Linked DNA regions of Mus musculus: all the other regions are linked to region 1. Evidence: chromatin contacts called from public HiCAR-type, HiChIP or PLAC-seq and promoter capture Hi-C data. All regions are on one chromosome and are shown on one strand. Each heading gives the region's core, a stretch centred on a gene start, on an enhancer-like site or on the middle of the called end of the contact. The rest is flanking DNA. Distances are from core to core; before and after follow the strand shown. Region 1 holds the start of Arl4c (ADP-ribosylation factor-like 4C). Region 2 holds the start of Trpm8 (transient receptor potential cation channel, subfamily M, member 8). Region 3 holds the start of Hjurp (Holliday junction recognition protein). Region 4 has its middle 88 kb from the start of Gm34331. Region 5 overlaps Sh3bp4 (SH3-domain binding protein 4). Region 6 overlaps Sh3bp4 (SH3-domain binding protein 4). Region 7 overlaps Sh3bp4 (SH3-domain binding protein 4).

Region 1 (3,566 bases), core at 603-3,102:
TTATTTTTGTCTATCTGCCCTTTTGGGGTCCCTGAATTCTTCTGTGGGAACCACCACATTTTAGGCTGGAGCCATGTCAATCCAAGTATTGGATCTGAAGCAGACGAGGCAGGCCAAAGAAATGTGTGTTCTGAACTTTTGTTGAAGTTGAACTTTTGTTGAAGGCCCTTTCCTTCTAGGTCCCAAACAAAAGGATGTGAGGCCACAGGAGTTAAAAGGATGGGCACAGAGGGAAACTGAGGACGGGTGAAGATTTGGCCTAGTGTCTAGTGGTGAGCTCCAGGATCCAGCCATGCCAGAAGAGAAAACCCTTATCCTAAACATTTTCCATGTATCCAGAACTATATTAATGTATTTATCACTTTGCCAACTCAATTTGAGATTAATTTGAGACAAATTTTTGTGCCCCTGTTTTTTTTTGGGGGGGGGGGGGAGGGGGTGCCCATTGGAAAGCATCCCAGAACCAATGCATCACTGATCTTAGGCAGGCTGTCTGCACTGAGGTCCCCTTAGCAAGTACCAGCACACAGACCTAAATTTCCTCCTCTAGCAAGCTGGACAGGTAATCTGAGTGGACCTTGCCAGCACCAACATCCATCACCAGTCCCTGGGCTTGAGTCTAGCTGGTGGAAGCCTAGACTGGCTTTTGGAGTTGTGAGAATTAAAAGATGGAATTGAACAGGTGTGATTTTTCTCACAGGCTTTAGTACAAATGAAATCATGTATTATAACAGCATTAGAAAGGAAGGTTCCTCTCTCTCTCTCTCTCTCTCTCTCTGTGTGTGTGTGTATATATATAATTTTTAAGATCACAAATGATAAGCATTTTTATTTTCTTTCCCTGGATTACATTTGCAACCTTTTCTGACCCAGAAGCCTGACCTACACAAATGTAAACCATTTTCCCCTTGGCTGTCATCTCTAGTTCCCATCATCATCAAACCTGTGTCACTCATAATCACCCCCCCCCCGACTTCCCTCCACATGCAGAAATAATATTCATTTGCTACGTTTTACAAGGTAGGATAAAACCACTGAATGGAGTCACGAAATGGAACCCAGAAAATATGTATTTGTGACTCATCACACCACCAGCTCCAAGCTAGCTAGGGTCTTCTAGTGACCTAGCTTTCCTGAAGCCTGGTCAGGTGATTTGGACCTCCCCCATCCCCTACCCTCACCCCATCCCTGGTAGGTTCTCAAGGTAGAATGACAAAGGTTGCTTTAAGACTAACCTAATCTGGGATGTCAGCAGAGTGGAGGGGGTGGGGAAGGGGTGGGGAAGCATAAAGCAAGGCTCCAAAATGGGTGTCTGAGAAAGAAATGTCTGGAGTTATCTAGGCAGGTGGGTGGTAGGTAGTCTTAACTGAGCCTCCTGGGCACACCCTAGACTTAGGGAGCATACGCATCAAGGAAGAATAGGGACCAAGACACTAGGGCACCAAAGAGCGTGAAACCACGCGGTGGAAATGGATTAGGAGTGGGCAGCAGCAGGGCTGCAGGCTCAAGGAGGTCAGCTCCTCTCCTCCGCCCTCCTGCGTCGGTGCCGCAGTCTCACCGCCCTAGCCCTCTGCAGTCGCTGCCTTTGCCCGGCCAGCTGCGGGCTAGGCCCCGGGCGGGGGTTCCGGAGCCCGGAGCTATTTTTAAAAGACGCGTCACCGGATTGGGGAGGAAGAGTCCGCGTCCAGGCCCACAGTCGGCGCGCGGCCGGCGGGAAGGGTCGCCTGGGCGAGTTTCGAACGATCGGAGCGCGCGAAAAGACGCAACCGACCGAGAAGACCCCGCCTGACCCCGGGAGACCGCGGGGCGTGGCGGGCGAGGGGCGTGGCCTGTGGGCGGGACTAGAGGGGCGGGGCCGGCGCCCTCCGGCCGCAGCAGGCTGGTGGCGGCGGCGGCGGTAGCAGCAGCGCCTAGTACTGCAGGGACAGCAAGGCAGCTACGCTAACTCGGACGCCGGGGAAGCCCGCGCCCCGCCTGCGCCTTTGCGGCGCTCCCGGGAGCCGGAGCTAGAGCAGCTCCGAGGTGCGCCGAGACCAGAGGCTGCTGCAGAGCCGCGGTGCGGGAGAGCCGCAGGTCGAGCCGGGCTACCGCGCAAGGCGCAGACATCCTACACCGCGGCGTCTGTCCGTGGCGGCTGCGCGAGAGACAAAGCCTCCGGAGAAAGATGCCCGCGGAGCACGCACCAGGCGGGCCAGGGAGCCGGCCCCTCCGAGCCTAAGCGCGCCTGGCCGTGCGCCGCGGGGACGCCGAGACCCCACCGGGTCCAGCAACGGGCGGGGCCCAGGTGCGCCCGGCCGCAGAGGGCCTGTGACTGCTCGGGGGGCGGCGCCCTCCCGCCGCAGCCGCAGTCGCAGTGGCCGGCGCCGCAGCGAGGAGCCATGGGCAACATCTCCTCCAACATCTCGGCCTTCCAGTCTCTGCACATCGTTATGCTGGGCTTGGACTCGGCCGGCAAGACTACGGTGCTCTACCGGCTCAAGTTCAACGAATTCGTGAACACTGTGCCCACTATCGGCTTCAACACCGAGAAGATCAAACTGAGCAACGGCACTGCCAAGGGCATCAGCTGCCACTTCTGGGACGTGGGCGGCCAGGAGAAGCTACGGCCGCTGTGGAAGTCCTACAGCCGCTGCACGGACGGCATCATCTACGTGGTGGATTCGGTGGACGTGGACCGGCTGGAGGAGGCCAAGACGGAGCTGCACAAGGTGACCAAGTTTGCGGAGAACCAGGGCACACCGCTCCTGGTTATCGCCAACAAGCAGGATCTGCCTAAGTCGCTGCCGGTGGCCGAGATTGAGAAGCAACTGGCGCTGCACGAGCTCATCCCGGCCACCACCTACCATGTCCAGCCGGCGTGCGCCATCATCGGCGAGGGCCTCACCGAGGGCATGGACAAGCTCTATGAGATGATCCTGAAACGCAGGAAGTCTCTCAAGCAGAAGAAGAAGCGGTAATGCGCTAGAGCAGCGATCTGGAGCAAGGCTGAGCGAGCAAGCCAGTGAGTGAATGAATGGACGTCTGGGTTGAGCGAGAACCCGCGAACAAAGACAACGAACCAAAGCGATGATTCGAATTTTTAAAACACGATCTCTGTATCCAAATACAGGACTTGGAGACTTAAGCCGGGTGTGGAGGCTGCATAGCCACCCATCTCGTCACCTGCCCCACCCCCCCACCCCAGCTCAGAGGACCTTTTGTCTATAATGCTTGAGCTACCGGTGGGATAGGGTGGGGGGGACCGGTGGGGAGTGGACGTGAGGACGCAAGGGTCCCGTGGTGTGCCCTCTGGCCCCAGGTGGGAAGCTTGGATGTCAGAGAGACAAAAGCGATTTCTTCTTGCTCCAGCAGGGCCAGAAGTTCAGACTGCCCAGCCCCCACTGCGGGGGGGAATCACGTGTGAGTTACCTGAGGTATGCAGTTCACACAGAACCCTGGGGGGGGATACCCGAAAGGGGACGGGTAGGCGCTGGAGTGTACTGATGGGAGGGTGGGGATGACCGCTCCTTTCATTCTGGAGCTATGGAAACTGAGTAATTTTATGGCACAGGGCAGGTCCCTGTTGC
Region 2 (4,054 bases), core at 1,095-3,594, 400 kb after region 1:
TGCCTAGTCTTATTGTAACTTGTTATGCAATGTTTGGTCTATATCTCTGCCAAGCCAGCTCCTTTCTGAAGGGAAGCAGAGCAAAAGTGAATTTGGAAGAAATGAAAGGTGGGAAAGAGGAACTAGGAGGCGTGGAGGGAGGAGAAAGTGTGGTTGAGGGTAATAAATATATGAGAGAAGAATATAAAAGAAAGAGAGAAAGAAAGAAAGAAAGGGAGGGAGGGGAAGAAGGAAGGAAGGAAGGAAGGAAGGAAGGAAGGAAGGAAGGAAGGAAGGAAGGAAGGGAGATGTTTTGTTTGTAGAGGCTGGCCATTGTGCCTTTTTTAAGTTGGGGGGAGGGGGAGGGGTAGCTTGCATATGGAAATCAGAGGACAATTTACACAAGTTGGTTCTCTCCTTCTAATATGTGGGTTCTGGGGATTAATCGCATCCTCAGGCTTGAATGAAGTCAACCTCACTCACTGAGCCACCTCACCAGCACCCCTGTGTCTTTATTACTAGTGCTAATAAATAATTTTTGCAATCTATAAGTCATCATTATCAATGGAATATTCTCACATTCTCTGCACCAGACACACGTGAGAATCAGTGATGTTATTGTCTTTGTACAATAGTAGTATTTGGCATGTCTTCAGGATTGGCTCTTAGCTTAACTTTCTCAGCAACTGAACTAGTCCTAAGATGCCATTTTCAAGAAAGATGGACAGTTGTGTCCCTTTACAGTAAACACAAATGAAAAAGATGCTGCCTTTTTCAAGCAGAAGGGGGCTCTGGTTTGTGCTCTGGAAATGCTCCAGAGAGCCTGGCACCAAACCCCATCCTGTTCCTGCTCCTCTTTTCCTTCTCATCAATTATTCATTGTAATGGGGAGGGTGACACTTGAGAAACTTCAAATACATGTGACACCACTCAGAGACATCCATCTCTCCATCCTTGTTCTGGCAATAGCATGGTAGAGGTGCACAGGGCTATAGGGGATCACCTGGACCCTCATCTGTAACTCACCATGGAGAAGAACTAAAACTTTTGCTGCTGTTGCTGTTGTTGTTGAAGACATTCTCCTGTTGTCCTAGTTGCAACAGGGTAGAAGTCTGACAGGTGGGTTAAAAACTAGCAAAATGGCAAATTTTCTGGAAGTTTAAGATTATTGTGCCCACATGGGCATAGGGCCCATACCTGTGATCCCAGCACTTGGGAGACAGAAGCAGAAGGATCTCTGTGTATCTGAGGTCAGTCTTTTCTATGTATCAAGCTCCGGGACAGCCAGGACTACATAGAGAAACTCTGTGTCAACAAGACAAACAACCACCACCACTGCCATCATCACCACCACCACCACCACCACCACAATAATAATAATAATAATAATAATAATAATAAATACTGGTCCCCCAGGACCCTGCTCTAAGGAGCAGTGGTAAGACATGGACAAGCATGGGCCAAAGACAGAGTTTAAAAGTGCTATTTGCCAAAAACCTGCTGCTTTCACAGATGCCAAAAGAAGAAGCAATTAGTATACAAAGAATGTAGTCCTAGGTGAGGACAGCTTCATCCCAAACTTTAGAGAATGATAACTACAAAGTCACAGTCTTGATGCAGCCCTCTCTTCACTCCCGGGATTCTGAGAAGGCGGAACGCTCATGTTAGTACGGCTACAGCACGTGCAAAGGGCACCAGATATTCTGTAGTCCCGACACCACGAATGTCCACACGAGCCTTAAAGTGAACTAGAAGTGAAACCTTTAATCATTCTCCCAGCCCCTCTGCTTTCTCATTGACTTCTAAATAACACGAGATGCCCGTTCCAATCAGTCGAGAGATCCAGGCAGCCACGGCAAGTAAAGACAAGACAAGCCCATTCTCCTTTTGCTAGCAAAGAAAATTTGCTGTCTGATTTCATCCCTTTTTGAGTTAATTCTATCTCACCAGAGTGTTGACTTAAGAAAACTTACTTGATTCAGGGTCTCGATAGATAGGGGAGTCATTAGAAAAGCTATTTTGAGGACTCCACTATCTATCAATCAGGAAAGGGAACATGCAATCATGTTTTAAAACCATTCCCCAGAAATTCTAGAAGAAAATCCTACATTTATAAACCAACTCAAACGGAGAAGAGGTAATCTGCGAAGCAGCATATTGCCCCACATCCCTTGAAAGGATCTAAGGGTTTCAAATCTTGGCAGAAAATGATGCTCAGATCAGAGGTACCAAATTCATCACATCAACTGCACAAGCCACAGCAAGGGCAGCACTTACAGAGGGGAGAAAGCAAAAGCTGAGAACATACCGTGGAGCTGCTCAATCAGCCAAGAGCTTCTCTCTCCTCAAAGAGCCTGCTTGTCTCTTAGCTCACTGGAGGAGGGAGGACTTTATAGTCACACACAGCCCAGCCCAGCCCCACCTCCTGCACTAAGCTTCTTTGAAGAGAAGGAATACAGAAAGAAAAAAAGAAAAAGTCACACCATGCAAGAGCAATTTTAGCAACTGAATAGAGAGCCATGCAGTGCCTAAGTATGCAGAAATGCTAAGATTGTAATTATTAAATTCCAGTAAGGTTAGCATCCCTGATTTCCACCCTTGCTCGCCAATAGATTAATTAATTCACACTAAAACCTAATCTCTACAGTTAGGGGCACATTTTAAAAACCACAAATGAGATGGGAAATGCTCATCATGAAAAATGGTGAAATTAATTAAAGAATTAAAATCCTTAATTACGATTAGAAAAACACTCTTAAATGGAAGTGATTTAACCAGCATTGCTCTTTTGCATATTTGTAGATTTCCCAACTCTATCTTTCGTTCACTGAGCTGCCTACACAGGGCTTAGGAGTGTGTCCCTGAAGCTGAGGTGGACCAGCTTTGCAAATTTACAGGTACTTCCACCTAAGTCCCCTTTACTGCCTTTGTGTCTAGGCCAGAAAAGAAGAGAAGATGTGAGAAGAGATGGTCAAATGGCCAGTGGATAGATTTCAGCTTTAAATCACACCACCAACATGATTTCTTTGTCCTAACTGGGGGTCTTCAAGTATTGGCTACTGTCTCCAGTTTATGATCACATGTGGAGTGTAAGCTATCAACATGTAGACAGAGGGGGGAGTAATTTCAAATTTGATAACATGGGCTGAAAAGATAGCTCAGTCAATCCATTGCTTGAAGAAAGCAGAAGGGCTTGCCTTGGATCCCCAGCAGCCACATAGAAGCCAGGTGTGTGTGTGTGTGTGTGTGTGTGTGTGTGTGTGTGTGTGTGTGTGTGTCTATCCCAGCATTAGGGAGGAAGAAACAGGAAAATCCTTGGACCTTACTGACAATCTAGCCAAATTGAATCAGTAAAGATCCAGGTTCACTGAGACTCTATCTCAAAAAATAAGGTGAGTAGGGCTAGAGAGATGGCTCAGCGGTTAACAGTGCTGGCTGCTCTTCCATAGAACGAGAAGTCAGTTCCCAAGACCCATATCAGGCAGCTCACAAGCACCTGTAACTCAAGCTCCCAGGGCTCTAACTCCATTTTCTGGCCTTAGCAGGCACCTAGGTGGACATGACACATATATGCATATATAATCATAAAATAAAGTACAGAGAAATTGAGAAGCATCAACCTCTGGCCTCCACATGCATACCTAAGCACACATAAAGATGATGGCATGAGAAATATAAGCACAACGGAGTTCAGATTAGGCAGAATGCAAATCAAGAAAGACTTCTGTAGAGACAGATGTCTGAGCAAGGTCTGGAAGCAGGGCTGGATTCGTGTAGCAATTCCCATAGATGGTGTTTTCAGTGTAAAAAGAAAACCCTTCAAGCAAACAGGGGCAAAAAAGATATCAGCCTGAGGTCTCTAGTGCAAACACCCTAGTCATAAGTCAGATAACAAATGTTGTAACAACGGCCAAGAGCAAGGCTGTGGGGACAGGAGGGTGCATGGAAAGGGGGACAAAGGCCTCTTCCTGTAAGCGAGGAAGCCTGTGAGAGAAGAAAAAAGTCAGGCAGGGAATCAGAGGACTCTCATGATCACCCTTAACAATGGATCTAGGACTGCAGCATCCCACACCCC
Region 3 (3,975 bases), core at 537-3,036, 420 kb after region 1:
AAGGTCTTTCATTGCTTAGGTTTCAAAATGTTGACCCATGGCATCAAAGTACGGTGTGTTTTTTGAAAGCCCATTTTACACCATGCTGCACTTTCCTCTGGAAACATTGCATAACAAAGGCTCTCCTGAAGGGTTAGAGATCCATTTCCTCACGCTCACCCTGATAGTTAATATTTGTGGCTGTTGTTAATTATGCTAACCTCCTAGACTGGACATGACTATTTAGTTTGGTCCCTTTTAACTTTCGTAAGTTAACTTACAAAGCAATAGGTTTAAATGTGGCACCTTCCTATGTCCGCCCTCAGACCTTGTTCTTGCTCATCCTTAACTTAGTTTTGAGACAGAGCACTGCCCATTGCACCTCCTCTCTTGTTGACAATTTCTGACCTTTGTCCTTTTCCCTGAAGGGCTTTCTTACTAAATGTTCTTATCATTAACCCTTGGTAAGATTTATTATTACAATATTATATTTATTATTATTTAATACTTAATTTGGTCCCTCTTAACTTTCATAAGTATTTGGGCCAAATTACCTGTTCTGTTTTGTATATGTAAATGCTTTAATTGATTTTTCTCAATGACAATCAGTATTCTGAAACCTTCTCCGCCTATTTGACTAAACATACTTTGATGAGCTATTAATGCCTCTTTCTAACACAGTAGTCGTGAATGATCTATGTGAAGTCAAAATTATCTGTAAATTGACAGAGTCTCGGATATTTTCTTGTTAATGTGAGAAAACACCTAGCAAAAAGCAAAATAAGGAAGGAAAGTTTTACTTTAAGCTTGCAGTGCAGAGAAGTTCAGCCATCAGGATGGGGAAGGCTTGGAGGTGCTCAGGAGACAGAACAGCATATCTAGTTGACGCCACCACCAACGTTCTGAAGCAACACCTTCTCACATCCCCACAGGCAACAGGTTCATACTGGGGTAGGGACAGATTGGATGAGGCAACCGCCATCCAATCCCAGGAGAGTCGGACGACCGACGGCCCTCCCAGAAGCCCAGGATCTTGAAAGAGACTTCCGCGCTTGTTGCAAATACATTGCGTGGGCATCCACAGTCTATGAGCCTGGAAGCTCTTCTTCCCTCCCTCAGTTTCAATGGGACAGCATGAAAAGATTATGGGGGCAGGCTGAGAAGTAGAGAGGCACCTCAAGGGACTTCCTGATACTCAGTAATGATTCCATTAATTCCCATATCGTGATAATCACGTTAATACCCGCAAACAAATGTAGCTGTTATGAAGTCACAGTAAAACCAACTAGTGGGGTTCAATCCCCCAGCTCTGCCAGAAGACAACCCCTCCCAAAAATTCTGAAAATGTTCTAAAATGTTAATCGAAGTAAATGCCCTCATAAAATGGACACCAAATTACCTACCCCCTCAAGGAACAAGATAACAATCAAGAAACAGCCTATAATCAGAAATGGGAGAGAAAGTTTATTTTAAAACCCTAGGATAAAAATCACAGATTCTGTCACGTTTATAATATCGTTCAGCACATTTACACGCGTCTTGTTTTTGAACACTGGCTTTCCAGACTCCTTTCAGGACCGTTATTTGGATCTGGCTTTCCCCAAGCCTTCCCAAGAGCTGGGAAATTGGTAGATCCAGGAAGGAGCCTTGACAGGCAACTCACCCAGAAGCCTCTAGGGGACGCGGGAGTGCCGCATGAAGTAATGCGCATGTTCCACCCGCTCCGGCGGACCCTCCCTCTCGTCCCTCCCCTTCTCGTTTCCACCGGAAGTGCTCCCTGGGAGCGGCGGCCGGAAACGCGGGCAGGATCGGTTGCGTAAATACTTTTGAAAGACCCTATTAGCGCGCGGGGCGCCACGTTTGATCTGTGGACGGGCTTGGGCGGGTGCAGTGCCGGGCAGAGAGCCACGTACGCCATGGAGTCTATGGGTCGGCAGGACCGCAGGCTGCATCAGCAGCTTAAGGAAAGCAGTAGCCGCTTCCAGACGTTAATGAAGCGGCTGATAGCGAAGGTAGGCTGGGACGGCGGCCGAGGCGGGCAGGGCGCGGTGGGCGGGGATCCAGCGCCCCGGAGTCTGACCAGCTCTCCCTTCCCCGCAGTACAACCAGCCCTTTGAGGACGACCCGTTGGTGGAGATGAGGACGTTAACCTACGAGACGCCCCAGGGTACGAAGCCCTCCCTTCCTGTTGGCACTGGGCCAGAACAGTGGGCCTAGAATTTGCAATGCTGCATTTGTCCCCCTTGCTCCTAGGGACCTTGAATCCCTGAGTTGCTGATTTCCAATTTAATTTCTCTGAAAGAAATGCCTGGAGACACAGTGCAGCCTGGTTTTTTAAAATGCCTGGCATGGAAGTTCGAGCTAATTGATTAGCGGTACAAGTGACTCTGTAAAATAAGGATGTTGACAATCATGGGTAAGCCGTATGGTTGTGTATAACATCACCAGAGTACCTGTCAGGCCATTGGAACAGCACCCAGGACTGCTCCGCTCTCATGGGCTTTGCTGTATAAATGTAGACCCATCTGTTTTGGACAGTCCCCATTATCTGCCACCTCTGACGCATTTTATTTAATGTTGTGAGTGTACTTACTACCTTAAACCTCATCGGTTCTCTAACTGGGATAAGTTTGTTATTTGATGAGGTCGTATCCTTCCCTAAGACCCATCCCTGATGTTTGTCTGAATTTATTGATAAAATCGGATTTCGGATCACAGTCTGCCAGGGGTCTACAAGTGCAGTCTGTCTTTTGTCTTATTGGCTGTTCAGGGCACGTGTTGGGTAAGCATTTTAAATAAGCAGAAACTGAACTAATTCTACAAAGAGGTTGCTTTTCTCTGGATGGGATCAGGACACAGCAATATAGGAATCCATAAGTGTGCTGTCTGACTCTTGGCTTTTCTGTGCTCTTGCGGCTGTTTGTGAAGGGGTAGGCAGTGTCTGGAGTATTTTGGACTGCCCATCTGTCTTCAATGATATATTCTGTCAGTGATATATAACTGATGTCAGTTATATGAGAACAGTGAAGTTGCTGAAGAGTTTGAGACTATACAAGTTGGTATAAGAGCCCTCCCTGAGGTCTGGCCAACACATAGACACCTAGGGCTGCAGTTGTCGGTTAACAAATCTATGTCCTAGCAAGCTTGCCATGAATCCCTCATCTTGTTGATTGTTCTGAGAGACACGTTTTTGGCGCGGCCTTTCCTAACATGCAGTAGACTGAAGTCCAGATTTAAGGTGGAGACTGGAGCAGAGAGCTAACTGCAGAGAACAGGAGGGAATCATTTGTGTGTGTTGACAGTTCACCTGGGCATGCACTTAGCACGTATTGTAGAGTTCAGTTTCAAACATGCAACATTAGCACTTTATGCGATTAAATGTAGAATTCCACGGAGAGGGCCATTCAGCAAAGCCTTGATTTGACTTAGCCGTTGTAGTTGAGCATCAGTGTCCTCTGGAAAGGTCATGTCCCACAGTGGTCAGTGCTATCAGACCTCCCAGAATTCACATGCTGGTTCCACTTCATGAGCAGAGAGCTGGGTTAGTCATCTGAACTTTCCTCTTCGCATATCTGTCTGTACAGTGGACATGGTAAGTCTGTCCTGTGGGCTTTTAAGAGGGTATGGGAGTTACATGCCACACGGGTTGCAAATACGAAACGGTGTGTCCTTGCTAAAACCTGGAGCATAGAGGGTGCTGTGTAATTTATTTTTTCTGTTTCTGTTATAATAATATAATCTGAAATCTCCAGACCCACCATTTTTCTAAGTAACTTGTGTTTTCCTTGAGGGATTTAGAAGGACTGAGTGTACCTCACTGGTTCTGCTAGCTGGGGGGTGACGGGGCTGATGCGCTCCTTCAAGCTCCAGAGTTCTCTGTACGTGGGCTTCTCTGTCCTGGGCTTCTAGATCGCCCTAGGAAAGCACTGACTCCCAAGATGAGGTTAAATGTATGCTACGTGTCTCCCCCTACCTCCCAAATATATAACTTAAGAA
Region 4 (4,129 bases), core at 899-3,398, 490 kb before region 1:
CCCCTCCCCCTTTCCTCATCGTCAGCAGCTGCCCCTCCTCCAGCCGCCCACTCTCTCGCTGCTATTTGGAGTTGAAAGCTGTTCACTTTCATAAAACTCGACTTCTTGAGGTGTGTGTGGGTGCTGCTTGATTCCTGCATTGGAGACTGATTTTATTTAGAAATCACTTAAAGGATTCGTTAAAAAATGCAAATTCCTAGGCAGCTTAGGACCTCTGGAAATCTTGAAATGTCGCTTAGATAGCTGGGTGTGGTGGCACATACCTCTAGTCTCAACTTTTTTTTTAAGATTTTTTTATTTGTTATATGTAAGTACACTGTATCTATCTTTAGACACTCCAGAAGAGGGAGTCAGATCTCCTTATGGATGGTTGCGAGCCACCATGTGGTTGCTGGGATTTGAACTCAGGACCTTTGGAAGAGCAGTCGGGTGCTCTTTTTGGCTGAGCCATCTCACCAGCCCCTAGTCTCAACTTTTGAGAGGTGAGGCCCATGGATTCCTCATTAATGGGGTCAAGGCCAGTTTGAGAGCTTATCTCAAACAAACAAACAAACAAACAAAGTAGCAACGGATGTAAGGAAAAGAAAGAAGCAAAGAAACATAGAAAGAAACAAATATTTCTTAGAAGACGATCTAGTTCCTTATTCCCAAGAAGCTGTGGGGCCCAAATCCAGATCTAAGCATCTTGGTGGACCAGAGGCCTCCGATGAGAGGCTGGATTTAAAACACTGCCACCTTATGGCGGAGGGAGGAACTGCACTTGTGGTCTCTGAGTCCGGTGAGTGCCTAGTGGCTATGCTCATGTTTCATGAGTACAATGTGTGCTACTTGGGGTGTTGGGGATCCCATGATTTGTATCCTTTAAAAAGCAGGAAAAGCTGGGAAGAACGTCAAAGGTCTAGTAGATGGGTGGTTCATGGAGGAGCAATGACCCTAGGCAAGCAAGCAGTCATTAACACAGGCAGAGAGGGGACGGGAGAGGCGAGTACTTGGATTCCCACAGTTCAAGCACATCAGCGAGGGACCCAGACTGACACCAGTGCAGAGTCTTCCTTGTCTGATTGGCTGGCAGGTGATCCACCCTTCTGGCTTCCACCAGTGCCCTGGGGCCCCATCACTTTCTGACTGGGAGACTGTTCATAAGCTACTTCCTCAGGCGAATGCTTGCTGTACATTTCTTTGCCGACTTCACCCAGCTCCAGCCTTGAACAGAAGCCCTGATCCCCATAGACCCTGCCTCGGTGGGACTGGTTGACTCTCTTATCTTAGCTGCTGAGAGTCAGGTCCCAAGTAGGAGTGTCTGGGACTTCCTTCCTTTCTTGCTACTTAAAATGTCTTGATTAGATTTTCCAGCCTTATCAGCTGTGAAAGGCAGAGAGACGTCTAGCTGCAGGCAAACCCTGCCGCAGACACCTCCTGCTCAACTCTGCTCTGGAGAGTTCCTGGAAGAAGTGTGTAGCCTCTCAGAGAGGATCTGGTGTTTTAGAGTCTTCTAGGAGAGGAAAATTCAGGTGGCAATATCTTTGAGGGCAGAACAGATTTCTTGATTTAACCTTGCTTTGAAGGCCAACCAAGGTTCCCCGGCTTGAAGGCAGATCTTTCTCCCAGGCTCACCTGCAGTTCATACAGAACTTTCTCGAGGCCCAGCCATGTGGTCACCTGTTGACACTATGGAGCCGTGGATTCAAGGTCACCTAGATACGGTATCTCACAGAACATCTGACCTGGAAAGGTGCTCTCTGTCTTGTCTCTCTTGTCCCTTTAGAGGAGGGGACTCCACACCATTTGGCTGCTGTCACAGGGTGTTCTAGAACACCCTAGAGTCTGCTGACATGACATCCATTTTCTTTTAAGGTTTATTCATTTTATGAGGATGTGTGTGTGTGTGTGTGTGTGTTTGCCCACCTGTATGTTTGCACAGCTTTCCTGCTTAGTACCCAAAGAGGCCAGTAGAGGGAGTCAGGTCCCATGGACCTGGAGTTTTCCGGCAGTTTTGAGCTGCCATGTGGGTGATGGAATTAAACCTAGGTTGTCTGAAAGAAGAGTCAATGTTCTTAACTACTGAGCCCTCTCTCCAGTCCTGTATTCATATTTGAGTGCATTAAGTGGACTATGTGCATGCAGTGCCTGCAAAGGTCAGAAGAGGGCGCCAGATCCCTCTGAGCTGGGGTTAGAAATGTTTGTGACTCACAGTGGAAATCCGCTGGGGTCCTCTCCAAGAGCGCGAAGTAAGTGTTCTTAATCTTTCCAACCCTGCAATCTGCTTTCCACAGCGGGTCACTGCGGTTCTCTTAGTGCAATCTTGACGTCATTTCGGATAGAAATTTTGACAGAGAAATCTGTAAGGGCACTGGCCTTTAGTGGTTCTTCAAGTCTCAGCAATTTCTCACTGAGATAAGATGCAGACCCCTCTTTGAAGCTGACTTTGCTGAGCACTCTTACCCTCCTTCTGGAATGGCATGCTTGGAATGTGATTTCAGCTTATCAGCCTCCTCCCCAGCGGCCAAGGCAGTAGCTAGTCTCCAAGGCGTCCAGAAACCTTCACCTTCTAAGCCTCTATAAAACTGAACTTGCCCATAGCCGCCCCCACCTCTCTTCTAGTCTCAACCTGTTGGCTCTGGATCCCTCCTCCCCTGAGTGACCTCTGGTCTCTTTCAGTGCTGAATGCCCTGGGGGAGGGGAGGGGGAGGGGGAGGGGGAGGGGAGGGGGAGGGGGAGGGTAAGAATCAAAGCCATTCTAGAAACTTCTGTCTTGTACTTTGATGATTTGGAAATTCCATGGTGAAAAAAATATGGACTTCCGCTTTTAATTAATAAAAAAAAAAAAAAAAAAACACCCCTGGGCCAAACTATGGGATTAAGTCAATAATAAGTTCCAAATCCAGGAAGCAGATGTTCCGAGGCCGGTTTATTTATTCAACATGGTGTGACGCTGAGACCTAGCTGCATAAATGCTCTTACAAGACGGGAAATCCTTCCCAAGGAATTTTGTACACAAGAAGCCCCCTTTCCTGTCCCCTTATCTCCAAGGCTCTGCTTTGATGCTTTACCTCATGGCTGACTTGGTTCCCTCTGCAATTCTCGGGTCTCAGTCACCTGACCTTGAGCCAAAGACCCCTTGAGCAAATCTCCCGGACTGTAGGGAGGATAATGAATTACTCCAAATACATTTGCCTCCGCTGCTGCGTTGTCGTTAAGGAGAAATGGTACTTTAGTCTAAGAAAATGACTGTGCACTGAGATACCATTCCACCGTGAACTAGCCCTGGGTAAATTATTTTATCAGCATAATACATAATGATTTTAGAAAGCTTAAGGGATTGGAAGAGAGTCATGGGGCCCCATTCACAGAGCATGCATTTTGGCTTTTGGAGATCTGGATTTACAAAATGAAACGGATTCTCCGGCTGCCTTGGGGGCCAACGCTTTAGTTAATTTAATTTTCTGGATACATAAAGCTAATCCAGAGGTTTGTCTCAGCTCCTTAAACAATCTTAGTTCAATGTGACGGCTGGAAATGTGGCTTCCCTTTCTGAGAAACCATGTGTGGGTAGCCCTGACATGTGAACTGTGTTAGGCTGGATAGAATGGATTGAAGGTTTTATGTGATAGGGCATCTTCCTCGGTGGCCCATAACAGACTCCTTAAACTGCCTTTTACACTAAGGTTGGTGCTGGCTTCTTGTACAAAATAGGCTTGTCCTCTGGCTGTGGTAGGTATGTCACCTGCCCCACAGAGCCTGAGAACTGGGGACTTTCTCTTAGATGTTGTGGAGTACACACAAGATGTCAATTTCTCCCAAGAGCTGAAATTATTGATGTGTTTATAAAAAATATAAAGAGAAGGGAATATGTTCTATGGAAGTGTGATGCAGTATGGAGGGGAAGGGAGTGTCTCTACAGGCCCATACCAAGGCATCCCTCCCCGCTGGGGGACCAGCCACACAAAGGTATAGTATAAAATAGAGTTTATTCAGGGCATGCAGAGGGGAGTTAAGAGGGTAGTAGAGGCAGAGAAAGGCAAAGAGAGAGAGCAGTAGAGGAGAAGAGGCCGGCCATGAGCACGTGGGGTGTGGAGGTGTTGGGGGGGGGAGGGGAGGGAAGCAAAGAAACAAGAGACAACAAGAATGA
Region 5 (3,764 bases), core at 1,065-3,564, 430 kb before region 1:
TGTCTTCCTCCCACCTGCCTCCACAGTCTTACCAAAATTCACTTCCCACAACAGGACCCCAGCACATGCTGGTTTGGAGACCTGGAAGGCTTTCCTCAGGCATTCACTAGACTCTATCACCTACCCATCCATCCATTCACTCATCCATCCATCTATCCATCCATCCATCCATCCATCCATCCATCCACCCACCCACCTATCTATCCGCCCACTCACCCACACTTCTATTCATCCATCCACCCACCCACTCACTCCCATATAGCATCTGATTGGTAGAAAGAGGAACGCCTTCACCCCGCACTCTTTCTGTATTTGTCTCATCACCACTAAAGTCCTGCTCTTCCTTAGCAAGACAGCCCTAGAACATGAGCTCACCCAGTCTCTGTTTCCACTGTGCTGTGTAGGCGCAAAGGCAGAGAGTTAGGAATTCCTACTATACAACCACGATGATGGGTCTGAGATATTTCATAGGCACCTTGAACGATCTTTTACGGAACCAGGAGGTTGGTGTGACTTGATGACACCCAGCACACTGAACTTGGGAAACCCACCCTGTTGATTCTCACGGACAGACTGCCCGGGCGAGCATCTCAGAAGTACCCAGACATCCAGCTGAGCGAAAGAAGATTGCCACATTTCTCCAAAAGAACGATTCCACTTCTCAGTCTCCAGCCATCCTTTCTCCAGGGTGGGTTGCCTACCCTTTAGGTCACTCTCACTGACAGGGGCAGGCAATAAATAGCTCCACTCCAATGTTCCAGATGGTGCCTAGGTATGGAAGCATCCCTCTCTGGGTCCAGAAAGCTGCGGTGGGTTTTACTCCTCTAACTACTGAGTTTTCCTTTTCTGAGGGTCAGGGCTGACTTGTTTAGAGACAAGACCCCGGGAGTTAGGAGGCTGGCAAGCACTCTACACAGACAGACCTGCTGACAGATCCTGCTGGCTGCCTCAGGCCCTCCGCGCCCTCCCTGCTGCTGCCAGCTTGTTCTCTCTGCACCTCCCAGTCACGGGATCTGCATGCGGTGGCCTTTCTGCCAACACCCTGGCTTCAGGAACAATGAAACTACCCAATCCAGGAAAGGCACCAAGATGGGGTGTGTCTTGGGGTAGTAGGGCCGTGTGTGACTTGGGCAGAAACCAGGAGTCTGAGAGGGAGAGCCAAAGTTGGCGAAGAACAGGGCATGAATGCTCCCAGAGCCTCCTCACCGATTCTGGTTGTAGTAACATGACTCACCCTTTGCATGTACTTGCAGCCTGTGGAGCACTGGGTCAATCTCAACAGATTTCTTCCAGTAAACAACAATAAAAGTATGAGTTTTGACCTGCCCTGTGATTCGCACCTCCAGCCTCTGTACAAAAATCTCAGTATCTGTCCTCTTTCTGGCTCCCTAAGAAACAGCTGTGCAAGAAGGAGCTTGGCTTCATTCTGAGACTAGAAGACTTCCTCAGTCTTAATACTTCAACACCAGATCTCACAAGGACGGCGAAGCTGCAGGAATTTGCTTCTGAGCCTCCACTGGTCTGGTGTAAGCACTATTCCATGTGGGGACAGCATGGCTCTAAGCATGGCGGCCTAGAGAAGCAGGTGAGGAGAGCATGCTCAGATGCCTCCTCCTGAGGGGGGTCAGCTCTGCCCACTGAGATGGGAGCCCCGCCCACGGGGATGGGAGCCCCGCCCACAGCCTGCCGGATGGGCCTCCATTCCCTCCAGCCACCTGTAGATAAAGCAAAGTGCTACCCTGTGGCTTCCAAAGACTCCCCTGCTGGCGCCTGTGTGGAGTGTTTCAGGAACACGTGAGACCACAGAGTAGAGGCAGCCGTGGTTTGGAGCTGCAGGAAGTCCCGTGCTCTGCCACCGAGGGAGTCAGGGACAGATGAAAGTGTGAACCATGAATGCCTAAAGACTCTGTCTCCTGCTCTAAAGATGGGATGTTCTTCTCATGTCCACTGCAACCACGGCGTAAAGTCAGAGCTGACTCAGCTGAGGTTCCATATCCTGTGGGGGAAAGGTAGTAGCCTGCCCACTTTTATGAACTATCCTTCTGTGTATAGCACCTATTAGCCACTTGAAGGGGAGCCCAAGAGCCTGGGGCAGCAGGGAAGCATTGCTGCCTTGCAACAATGGAGACCAAGCAGGCTAGAATGGCCTGGGTCAGTAACAAAACACAGAAAATTGAGTTGGGAGAGCATAGGGTTGTGGTGGGGATCAAGAGAGCTTTCTGGTCACGCTGTTCAGGCCATAGTAGACAAAGCAAGCCCTGTGCCCCATGCTGCTGAAAACCTCAGAGTCTGGAGGCCAGCCAATGAGAGTGCAGCAATGCCTGTCTCCTAGGACCTCAGAGCTGCTCATCACAACCACATCTGTGGTCTGTTCCGCTGAGCCATGTGGGAAACCGAGCCAGCGTGTGGTGTAGCTGACGGCAGACGAGGCATGAGGAAGATCTTGTGATCAGCCCAGACAGCACATACTTGTAAGCTCTGATCTCCATTCAGTGACCCTGAAGAAAGGGCACAATTATCTCTCCAGTGTGGTCACAGCAGTGAGAAATAGAGATTCATTCATCTAACTTGAGTCTAGACTCCATCTGCCACGTTACTCAAGACTGCAAGCCAGCAGATGTGAGTTCCAACACCAGTCACTGATTTCCATACTGGAAAACAGACAAAGCTAACAATTCAACCAACCAACCAACCAACCAACCAACCAACCAACCAACCTACCTGACAAACAAACAAACAAACAAACACACACAGCTAGATGCGGCGACACATGCTTTTACCACCCAAGAATTGAGTCAGGATTCCAAGTTCAAGGCCAACCTGGACTACACAGTAAGACCCTGTCTTAAAACCAAGTTCAGACACCTCGCTACATATGTGTAACTTAACAGTGCTCCTTAAAATGGATTAATCCACTTGGGCCAGAGGAGAGGTTCAGTTGTTAAGCGTATCTGCTGCTCTTGCAGAGGACCCAGGACTCAGTTCCCACATCTGAACTGAATGGCTTACAAGCACCTGCAATGCCAGCTTCAGCCTTTGCAGGCAACCACACACATGTGGCATTCACTTACAGACAATACGCATACATACACATAAATAAATATAGAAATAAAAATAAATAAACCCACTTGACAGCTGCCTTTGCTTTAAGAATGCTTTTTTAAAAAGTCTACTCAGGCAGGATGGGAAACATCTTTCCCACTGATCACAGGATTCTTGCGATGGTCTTAGGTATTACTCTGGGAAGCTCAGGAATAGCCACGCTGCTCACTTTACAAGTGAGGGAGAATCCAGGCCATACTGGAAGGGGTCTTCCTGAGGCGAAGTGGGAGGCAGTTCCAACAACCCACTCAGATCCATGGCAGCCCACGACAGTCTTTGCCAAAAGCCAGGATATAGGGCAGAGCTGTGCCCATCAAATGGAGCATGAGAACAAAACCCAACATAACCCACACTGCCCAGCGTCTGACAGCACGTGCAGAGGCACTGCACAGGCAAGGTGAGGACAGGGTGCCCAAGGGCTCTCTCTCAGCCTTAGTCATTAATAGATAGGTGCCTGCCTCCCAGCCAGAAGGTAGGGAGCCAAGATGGAAGGGGACAGTCTCAATGTCACCTATCAGCTTCATGAAGTAGATAAATGGAGCTAGGTCTATGTAGTATATGTCTATATTCATACTGCTAGGGAGGCAGAGGCAGGAGAATTGCCTCAAATGCAGAGGTCACTCACAATACAGAGAAGACCATGTTTTGGGGGTTGGGGGTGG
Region 6 (4,189 bases), core at 1,274-3,773, 390 kb before region 1:
TTTAAAGTGGGAAGATCTACCTTAAATCTGGGACACACTCTCTAGTGACTAGAGATCTAGTCCTATACAGGGGACCGAGAAGAAGGAAGCTCTCTCTTTGCTTGCCCTCACTCTGGACAGCATTTCATTCCTTCACTGGCATTAGAGCTTTCGTCTTTGGGATTCCAGTGTGCACTTTTAAGATATGTGTTCATGCAATTAAAAAAAAAATACTGGCTTCTGGGACTTTCCATTGGGAAACAGCCATTGTTGGACTATAACCTGTAAGGCACTATAATAAATCCCATATATATACTCATTCTATCCATTCTGTTTCTCTAGAGAACCCTGAACAATACATTTCCCTTTCTTACAAGCCTCGGGGGTCAGGAAGAAAGCCTAATAGAAATCCATACAGCAAGAGACACCATAGCATAATGGATATCACACCATAGTAACACACAGATTCCTTTTAGGGGGCAACCAGGTTAAGTGCACATGGTGGGTGCTCTCTCCCTCTGGAGGGAGGGTGCTCCCCAAGGCAGCACACCAGGCCTCAGTAAACACCCCAAAGAAACCCTAGGATCCATGCTCCCTCCCTCCAGGAACAACTCCCAGGTATGGTCTCACAGCTCCTCAAGAAGGTCCCAGACCCGTGCAGCCTCCGTGTCCACAAGGTCACTCGTTCAGCAGTTCACCTCTTGCTGTTTTCCTCTCTCACCTCATCTTCCTGGTGCCCCAAACCCTGTTCCTGAGAGAAGTCACCATCTAAAATACCAGGCTCTGCCTCTGGGGGTGGGGGTGGGGGGGTCGCAGTCTGGAACAGATGGGAAATGTACAGCTGGCTCTAGGTCACTGGGTTGGCTTTTTGCCAAGACACAAACAAGGCTGATATACACACACAAAACAGCACTCCTGGCTGGTTCTAGTCAATGCTGGAGGGTGACTCTGTATTGTTGGTGCACACACACACACACACACACACACACACACACACACACACACCAATTTAAAAAGTCATGCAAATATTTTGTTCCATTAATACAACACATTTATACCCCTGCTAAATCGGAGGTGAGAGAGCAAGTGTCGCCTGTACTCCAAGAGATGGTTTTTCGTCAATAATATATACAATCACCATGGATCACTCCCAGGTTAAAGATCACCAGAGGTGATGGGATTGGGGCTGTCAGCTAGGTCTGGATACTAATGCAGGTGCCATGATCCTAGGCTAATCCGCAGGGAAGCGCACAGTATGGAAGGAAGGAAGGCTCTGTGTAGTGGTCACGTCTTTGGATTCCCACACTCCTGTCTCTCCTATTGCTGCTATAGCACAGGTTTATCCCATGTAGTTTTAGGGGCTAGAAATCTGAACCCAATCTTATGGGGTAAAGCCAAGGAGATAGCCAAGGAGACAGGGTGAACAGGGAGGGTTAGACTTACAAATCCTTTCTCTGCCCTTTTTTAGCTTCTCGAGTTTACCAATCTCCCTGCCTCTGGTACCCAAAGCACACTCATTTAGTCCGTATCTGTCATCAGTTCCTGTGGTTGAACCTCCCTCCACCACCTCTTACAAAGACACATGTGTTTGCATGTAGGGCAGAAGTAGGAACCATGCATGGTACGGCCTGGACATGGTCTGAATGCTGAAACCTTAAGTCTCCCAGACTGGAGATGTTAAGAAAAGGTAAATTCTCTAAGAGGTGGGGCCTAGCAGAAGGTAATCGGTGGTAGGGTCGCCCCTAAAAGGAATTCATCTAGCCACCCTGCTAGATGAAAAGAACAACCTTGCCCTATCCTAGACTCTCTGGTTTTCTGTCTCTCCCAGGGATCTCAGCACCCAATGATGCTGGCGGGAGGCTCTTGAATCTCTTCTTTATCAGTTCTTTATTAATGAAAATACCAAGAAATCCTGACACCCCAGGCTCCTCCCATCTGCAAAGGCCCCTTTGCTCTAATAGGTAATGGTCACAGACACTAGGGCTTGGGTATCTTTCGGGATGCACACTCTAGCAAACTTAGTTTACTGCCCAACCCCCTCCCAGCCTCACTTGCCTCTCCTTCTTGCACAAACGCACCTCCCCCTTGTCCCTGTATCTCCAGGAAAAGTGTTCTCTGAGACAAGACCTTTGTCCTGATCTCTTGTGCACGAGGAAGCCTCTGGATTCTAGCAGGCACTATTGCAAAGATGATGGCTGGGTGTTCACAGTATGGACACAGACTTAGGTTCTCATACCCTAGGTGCAGACAAGTTGCTGAACCTGGAGGATTCTGGTTGACAAGTACATTAGGGATGGTGCCCCCCACCCCAGCGTAGGTAGAAAGTGGAGGCTAAAGGTCATTTAAAAAGAGGGGCAGTCAGCTGTGCTCATTCCCCTTTGCATCTGCCTTCTAGAAAGAAACAAGTAAAATTAAATTTTTCTTGTGAACTATCAAAAGGAGTTGTTTGACAGCATTTTTCCATTCCAGTATCATTGTGCAGGGACTCAAAAGCTGGGTGACGCCCACAACAAAGGTCGCCATGGAAACCGCTCACCTCCCTCCTGAAAATCATGACTTCAACCGCTCCATCCTCCCAAACCCACTCCAGATTGTTACCGAAGAACCTTTGTGCAAACAAACACCAGCGACTGCCTGAATGGCAGGAAATGTGGCAGCTTTTTTTCTAATTTTAACTTTGCTCCAGGAATGTGTGTGTGTGTGTGTGTGTGTGTGTGCGCGCGCGCGCGCGCGCGCGTTTGGAACACTCAGCCAGGGGCCCACATTCCTTTGCAGCCACCTCCAGGGAGCCCAGAGAAAAAGCAGCTCTCAGGCAGGCCTTCTCAAAGGAGGATGCACCACAAACATCACTCTACTCCAGCCAGAGTGGAGTCCAGGGCCTGAGCACTCAGGTCATGGCCGGGAAAACCTAGAAAACAATCCTGCCAAGCATCCCCTGGGACAGAAGGGTTCCAAGGAGTCTCATTCTGTTTTAAAGCCTTGCACGGTGGAGTGCCCCCCCCCCCCGCAGTGAAAGAACACTCTAAGAACCAGCGCGTTTTGCCTAGTTCTAGTAAATTCCAAGACTTTGTAGGATCCAGTAAGAAAAGTGAACCGAAACCATGTAAAAAATCTAGTTGGAACAAAGGAGAATAATAACATGAGTCTGGGGGAGGGGAGGCAGATGTACCTGCATTGAAAGTCTATCAGATACACATCACCCCGGGCGGACCAGCTCCAATATCACAAGGTGGTCAGTGTGGAGCTTGATGCAGAGGAATAGCTGGTGGGGGTGGGGGGAGGTGTGTGCAGAGGATCCGATTTCCACTGGCAGTTTGCATGCTGGGGCAGACAAAGCGCTTCCCTGTCACATTCTACCATCCTACAGGTAGTCCTGCTTCAAAAATCCCCACAGCAAAGGTGGGGATAATTCACACAGGTGAACCCAAGGACAGCCTGGTGGGTCAAAAGGAACCCAGCTCTGCACAGCAAATGACCACAGATAACAAAGGTTGGACATTTCTCCATTTCAGTGGCTCAGGAAGCAGGGTTGGTTTAGCTGAGCGAAGACACCATCTTCTGGGGTCTAAGCCTCTCTCTCAAACAAGGTCAGGGTCTCATCAAGGTTCAACCTGATCACCTGGTTGGAGCTAATAGTGGTTTGTGGCTTCCTTGCTGTGCCTGTACGAGACCACCCTCGTCCCACCTCAGGGGAGTTTGTGAACAAAGCCAACGAGTTATTAAGCAAGTTCACTCACCTAACCACAGAGAGACACTCACCTTTTGTTGTGTTTTGTTTTGACTTGACACAGAGATTCATGTAGCCCAGGCTGGCCTCAATCTCCCTATATAGCTTAGGATGGCCTTGAACTTCTGCTCCTCCTGCTTTCAACTTGTGCATGCATCCAGTCTGAGGATCTAATATCTTCAGAGGAACTAATCTTATAAGAGGCAGCCAGAGACAGGAGAGACCATGAGAGTGAACTCTGTGTGGTACAAATGTAAACAAGCAGAGGATGGTCGACAACACAACAAGGTCGGGAATAGCTCTCCGCATTACTTAAGATCCACCAGATAAACGGACTGACTGAGCTCAATGGATGCCTCAGCGTTTGGTGCTGTTTCAGAGGACCAGGGTTTGATTCCCAGCAACTACATGGCAGCTCACAACCATCTGTAGTTCTCACTGCAGGGAATCTAATGCCCTGCTTTGGTCTCCATCAACACCAGT
Region 7 (4,142 bases), core at 674-3,173, 410 kb before region 1:
CTAGACAGCGCATAGGAACCCATTAGACCCAAGCTTAGTTCCCAACACACAGGCTAGGCAGCTCATAATCTCTTGTAGCTTCAGCTCCATGGGGGACCCAACACCCTCTTCTGTAATCCAAGGGCACCTTTCTGTACTCAGGCTTGTACATATCCAAACATACGTAAAAGTGAAACAAATCTTAAAAAAAAAAAAACCAAAACAAAACGGGCAAGCATTTGCCCTGTGTGGGGTACTGGGAGTCACACAGGGCTGCAGTGGAGTACGCTGGAGGATGTAGGTCATAGTCAATGCGGCACGGAGGTTCACACTGGATAGTCTGAAGGGGTCCTGGGTCTCATCGCCCACCCCGTGGCTCCCAGGTGAGCTGTGCACCCCATCCCATTCATGTGCTGCTCCTAAGAGCCAGTCTGCTCCATCTGCTCTAAACACTGAGCAGACAGGGAACTCTGGGCACAGGGCCTGGGAATGAAGTGTCTCTCAATGGACTGGAAGGGTCTCCCATGTCCAAGTATATTTCATCAAGACATTCTAAGGCCCTTAATATAAACAACACTGGAATTTTTCTTCCTCTACAGCCCAACAGCTGCCCCCCCCCCCAGCCTCAAGTATGATTAGAATGTCTTCCCTGTCCCCAGGGCACACCTGCTTGAAAAGGCTGTCACATGGGCGGCCTCTTATAAACAGTAAGTAGGCTTAGGTTCCTTTCCTGTCTCCCCCCACCCCAGTCCCCCACTCCACCCCCACTGATCTTGCCCACCTTCAGCTGAAGTCCTTTACTGACTGAAGATGCACAGATTTTGTGGCTGTCTCAAGGCAGAGGTTTTGGAAGACACCAAGAACAACCTCCCGTAGCCACTGCTGGCCTCAGGCCTCCTTGATCACCTGCCAGAAACTGTGAGGTCACACCTGACCCCCAGAGAGGCCCACAGGCACCCAAGGGAGAGACTTGGCACTTGAATGTCAGATGGAGATGGTCTGAGCCGGCTGAGGGTTTCATGCTGGCCGGGCTATGGGCATTAATTACTTTGACTCTGTCTGGGAGCCACTATCTCCTGCTCTATGTCCTGATCCTAACCCACAGCTCAAGAGTGAGCCCATGACTTTGTCCCATAATGCCACACCTCCTAAGGGTCCTATCACCCCTCAGTGGTACCCCAGGCTGATAGTCAAGCCTTCAACACATGGGGCTCTAAGGGGCATTCAAGATACAAGGTACATAACACAAGCTCAAAATTTGTTAGTGACTCTCCACGATGCATAAACTGGTTTTCTAAAGAAAAAGTCGATAGGCAAGCCACCATACATTGATAGAACCCTCCTTTTAGACCATTTAATTTCTTAATTGTATATTTGACATTTAAAGACATTTACCATCCCAATATTAACTTCACCTGTTAATTTCTACTCTGTGGCTCCTTGTGGTTCTCCAAACAGGTCCGTGATGGGATCAGGGATGTGGCACATGCCCAATGACTCCTGTGGCCTCCCAGGTACAGACTAAGAAGTGAGTTAAGGTACCCTGGAGGGCACACAAACCCGGTGGAATTCTAGGCCTGGGCTTTTCTATTTCACACTAACCCCCTGAGCTAAGCCGGAATGAGGCCCTCTCAGAGGCCTATTTTCTCATCTGTAAAATGGGCAGGGAACACAGAGAGCCCTGGGGCCTAAGAAAATTCAAAAGGAGCAGGTGATCATCAAAGCTGCAGGGGACTCTGAGCCACACGCTGGTGTGGAGCTGGTGTGGACCGTAGAGGGGGATGACGTAGTGGGAGAGGACAGGACACACCGGACAGACAGAGAGCTCAGGCTCTCCATGACCTCAGGCTCCCTGCTTGTTCTTACCTGCTGGGCTGAGCTCTGAACTGTCTCAGGTTAGAGAGCACGAGTTAGACAGACTCCCTGGTAGACAGACTAGAGGGAGGGGGAGCGCATGGCTAGGTAATAAAGGTGTCGAATTTCAAGAGGAGGGTTCCTCACCTCCCCACTCCAGACTTGAGACAAAAGCCTGGTAGCCTAAAATAAAAGTCCTGGAGGCTTTGGTCTCCCTTCCCTGCTGAAGGTCCACCTCAGCAAATTCAAGGCTAGGTCAGGACAGGTCACATAACAGTTGTGGGCCCACCAACATTCATCATACCTGTCTTCAAACTAACTAACCCTAAATTAGGGGAGAGAAAACTTCAGACAGACAGACAGACAGACAGACACACACACACACACACACACACACACACACACACACACACACACACACAGCCCTAAAGAGACTGATATCCCTTTGCAGGCATAAAGACATGCGGCTTTACAGACAGAGGGCCTTTTCTCTGTGTGCCTGCTGCATGCCTGTGTTTCTAACCTCATAAAACCCTTCCTTCAACTGCTGACTCTCCCTGCTCCTGTTTGCAGTGTTTCTACAATTTCTACAATGTTACCTGTGGTGCTTAAGACTTTTCCCGCCTTTTAACGAACCTATCAAGCAAGACCCCTATCTATCTATCACAGGTACACGGGCTGGTCACACTGGCCTCAAAGATGACTTGAACACTGCCCCCATCACTTTGAGCAGCAATATGCATGGTCATAGGGCAAAAGATTTTCAACTGGAACCAACTGGGGTCAGGAGCAGGCTAAGCTTTTGCACCTTATATAGCAGGTGTTCTAAGTAAACAACAGAAATGGCAGCGCAGCACTTTGGGCATCGAAACGCTGGGCAGCTCTCTATCACAATGACCTCTGAGCCAATCAGGCTATGAATATAAACACTGAGAACATGGGACAGTTGTTTTCCTGGGACAAAAATCACAGGAACTGACCACTATGTATCACAGCCACCAAGTGTTGGGCTTTCTGAGTGCTGTGATGACTGACGGGGAGTCCCTGAACTGCACCCAAAGATATATCATCTCGGGGTAAGCACCCTTTGCCTACCTCAGCACACTGGGTTCTCAGGTAGGAGACACCAAGGCCCACTGGCTCGCCTGAGATGACAGAGTCACCCCAGGGCACCTCCTATTTCCTCTTCCCTAACATCTCGCTGGCCCTGTGCATCTGGCAGAGCGCCAGAAAAAGCAAACCACACAAATACCACCCAGGAAAGTGCTGGGGCCAAAGAGCAGTCGCACCCTTTAGTCTCCTCCAACACAGATCAGAATAGGGCCTGCTCAACCAGCCTCGACCCGAATAACCAAGAGCAGTAAGGCTGAAGAGGGAGAGCAGAAGCAGCCCCCTGCCCCATTTCCTGTTGCACAACCCTCTGGAAACCACTGTGTTCACCCAGAGAGAATCAAGCCACAGCCACCCATAGTAAATTCAGAGCCCTTCCCCCCCCAAGCCCCCAATGCCAGGCCAAAAGAATGTGTGGAATGTGGATGGCTCTCAGCTTGTTTCCACAACCCAAACACATCACCATCCACAGGGCAAGGAACTGCACTTATAAGGAAAAGGCCTGCTGCTGGCCACTTCCTGGGCATTAAACCCCCAGACCTCAGGAGCCTGAACACTGACCCCAGCCAGGGCTGACAGCTCCTGCATACTTTGTGGTATCCCAGGACACCCAGGCACTCTCCCTACCCTAGTGCACATGTGGACTCGAACACAGACAAGACAAAAAAGATCAGCAGAGACGTAGAAACAAATACCAAGGAGCTTTCTTGGCTTCACAGAGGGCACCGTGGATTTAAAGAAAATGCCTGAACAACTCTTGTAGCCAGCAGTGGGCTTTATGAAAGTGCATATATGTTCCAGAATGGAAGATGACATGACCCAGCAGCTGGTCCTCAAATTGCTTTTGCAGCCTCCAGAGCAGGCACTCTGCACTCAGAGGTAGTAGCCAGAAAGACACAAGGTGCCGCCATGTCATGTGTAAATTCCTCCTCCACTGACTTTACTGGGGACAGTGACAGTCCTACCAGCAGTCAGATGGGAAAGATCAGAAACAAATCCAAGAACACAACACCATGTACCCACTAATCCTCTTCAGCCCTTCCTCCCGACACTCCTGGAAAGGGTGTGTGCGTGTGTGTGATCTCGAACCTCAGGGCCAATGGAACCAACTGCTCATCACTGGACTTGAGAAACTCATGTTAAAATAACAGCTCCTTTGTGCAAAGGCAGGACAGGCCACTGGCCCTGCCCCATGCTGT

The links. HiCAR-type assays count read pairs that join an accessible place to other places. HiChIP or PLAC-seq counts read pairs in DNA pulled down with a chosen protein or histone mark. Capture Hi-C pulls out chosen DNA fragments and counts their contacts.
Region 2: a HiCAR-type map of PVALB interneurons shows a contact between it and region 1, with 5 times the contacts expected there. The contact joins the promoter of Trpm8 here to the promoter of Arl4c in region 1. A contact is called at or near these places in 4 of 39 promoter capture datasets (embryonic stem cells, frontonasal cranial neural crest, liver and 1 more), 1 of 15 datasets of contacts at CTCF or cohesin (embryonic stem cells), 14 of 484 Hi-C or Micro-C datasets (the AML12 cell line, the G1E-ER4 cell line, the HL-1 cell line and 6 more) and 7 of 115 datasets of contacts at active chromatin or transcription factors (PVALB interneurons, astrocytes, bone marrow-derived dendritic cells and 4 more).
Region 3: a promoter capture Hi-C map of adipose tissue shows a contact between it and region 1. The contact joins the promoter of Hjurp here to the promoter of Arl4c in region 1. A contact is called at or near these places in 4 of 39 promoter capture datasets (cranial neural crest, hippocampal neurons, maxillary cranial neural crest and 1 more), 5 of 484 Hi-C or Micro-C datasets (CD4 T cells, the MNK3 cell line, muscle stem cells and 1 more), 5 of 115 datasets of contacts at active chromatin or transcription factors (effector CD8 T cells, embryonic stem cells, microglia and 2 more) and 2 of 9 other capture datasets (adipose tissue and liver).
Region 4: a FOXA1 HiChIP or PLAC-seq map of pancreatic cancer cells shows a contact between it and region 1. The contact joins the enhancer-like site here to the promoter of Arl4c in region 1. A contact is called at or near these places in 16 of 39 promoter capture datasets (the 3T3-L1 cell line, 3T3-L1-derived adipocytes, the SN4741 cell line and 9 more), 4 of 15 datasets of contacts at CTCF or cohesin (the NIH/3T3 cell line, embryonic stem cells and large pre-B cells), 12 of 484 Hi-C or Micro-C datasets (the HL-1 cell line, cardiomyocytes, cortical neurons and 5 more), 31 of 115 datasets of contacts at active chromatin or transcription factors (SST interneurons, T-cell acute lymphoblastic leukemia, astrocytes and 20 more) and 4 of 9 other capture datasets (adipose tissue, embryonic stem cells, liver and 1 more).
Region 5: a contact with region 1 is called in a FOXA1 HiChIP or PLAC-seq map of pancreatic cancer cells. The contact joins the enhancer-like site here to the promoter of Arl4c in region 1. A contact is called at or near these places in 4 of 39 promoter capture datasets (the 3T3-L1 cell line, hippocampal neurons and maxillary cranial neural crest), 9 of 115 datasets of contacts at active chromatin or transcription factors (the NIH/3T3 cell line, bone marrow-derived dendritic cells, embryonic forebrain and 6 more) and 1 of 9 other capture datasets (adipose tissue).
Region 6: an HNF4G HiChIP or PLAC-seq map of pancreatic cancer cells shows a contact between it and region 1. The contact joins the enhancer-like site here to the promoter of Arl4c in region 1. A contact is called at or near these places in 9 of 39 promoter capture datasets (the 3T3-L1 cell line, frontonasal cranial neural crest, hematopoietic stem and progenitor cells and 4 more), 1 of 484 Hi-C or Micro-C datasets (embryonic stem cells), 9 of 115 datasets of contacts at active chromatin or transcription factors (embryonic forebrain, embryonic stem cells, extraembryonic endoderm stem cells and 4 more) and 1 of 9 other capture datasets (embryonic stem cells).
Region 7: a FOXA1 HiChIP or PLAC-seq map of pancreatic cancer cells shows a contact between it and region 1. The contact joins the enhancer-like site here to the promoter of Arl4c in region 1. A contact is called at or near these places in 5 of 39 promoter capture datasets (the 3T3-L1 cell line, embryonic stem cells, liver and 1 more), 1 of 484 Hi-C or Micro-C datasets (embryonic stem cells), 6 of 115 datasets of contacts at active chromatin or transcription factors (bone marrow-derived dendritic cells, embryonic forebrain, embryonic stem cells and 2 more) and 2 of 9 other capture datasets (adipose tissue and embryonic stem cells).

What each region holds. Positions count from the first base shown.
Region 1 is chr1:88,700,477-88,704,042 of GRCm38.p6, reverse strand. Arl4c (ADP-ribosylation factor-like 4C) reads left to right here and starts at 1,852. Exons shown (of 1, transcript NM_177305.4): 1 at 1,852-3,566. The coding sequence starts at 2,379. The coding sequence ends at 2,957.
Region 2 is chr1:88,305,025-88,309,078 of GRCm38.p6, reverse strand. It overlaps Trpm8 (transient receptor potential cation channel, subfamily M, member 8), which reads right to left and starts at 2,344. Exons shown (of 27, transcript NM_134252.4): 1 at 2,288-2,344; 2 at 1,177-1,269.
Region 3 is chr1:88,275,390-88,279,364 of GRCm38.p6, reverse strand. Hjurp (Holliday junction recognition protein) reads left to right here and starts at 1,786. Exons shown (of 8, transcript NM_198652.2): 1 at 1,786-1,991; 2 at 2,080-2,146. The coding sequence starts at 1,896.
Region 4 is chr1:89,189,665-89,193,793 of GRCm38.p6, reverse strand. No RefSeq gene overlaps it. Among named protein-coding and RNA genes, the nearest start is that of Gm34331, 88 kb to the right of the region's middle. Within about 2 kb of position 2,148, at least 91 of the 459 cell types and tissues checked have an H3K27ac peak or open chromatin away from gene starts, as enhancers often do. A contact at or near this core is called in the SN4741 cell line, adipose tissue, craniofacial prominence and 6 more, where this site is marked.
Region 5 is chr1:89,129,226-89,132,989 of GRCm38.p6, reverse strand. The region is part of intron 2 of Sh3bp4 (SH3-domain binding protein 4); the gene reads right to left. Among named protein-coding and RNA genes, the nearest start is that of Gm34331, 28 kb to the right of the region's middle. Within about 2 kb of position 2,314, at least 38 of the 459 cell types and tissues checked have an H3K27ac peak or open chromatin away from gene starts, as enhancers often do. A contact at or near this core is called in stem cell-derived neural progenitor cells, where this site is marked.
Region 6 is chr1:89,091,250-89,095,438 of GRCm38.p6, reverse strand. All of the region lies in intron 1 of Sh3bp4 (SH3-domain binding protein 4), which reads right to left. Among named protein-coding and RNA genes, the nearest start is that of Gm34331, 10 kb to the left of the region's middle. Within about 2 kb of position 2,523, at least 101 of the 459 cell types and tissues checked have an H3K27ac peak or open chromatin away from gene starts, as enhancers often do. A contact at or near this core is called in embryonic stem cells, extraembryonic endoderm stem cells, pancreatic cancer cells and 2 more, where this site is marked.
Region 7 is chr1:89,107,717-89,111,858 of GRCm38.p6, reverse strand. All of the region lies in intron 2 of Sh3bp4 (SH3-domain binding protein 4), which reads right to left. Among named protein-coding and RNA genes, the nearest start is that of Gm34331, 6.2 kb to the right of the region's middle. Within about 2 kb of position 1,923, at least 143 of the 459 cell types and tissues checked have an H3K27ac peak or open chromatin away from gene starts, as enhancers often do. A contact at or near this core is called in adipose tissue, bone marrow-derived dendritic cells, embryonic stem cells and 2 more, where this site is marked.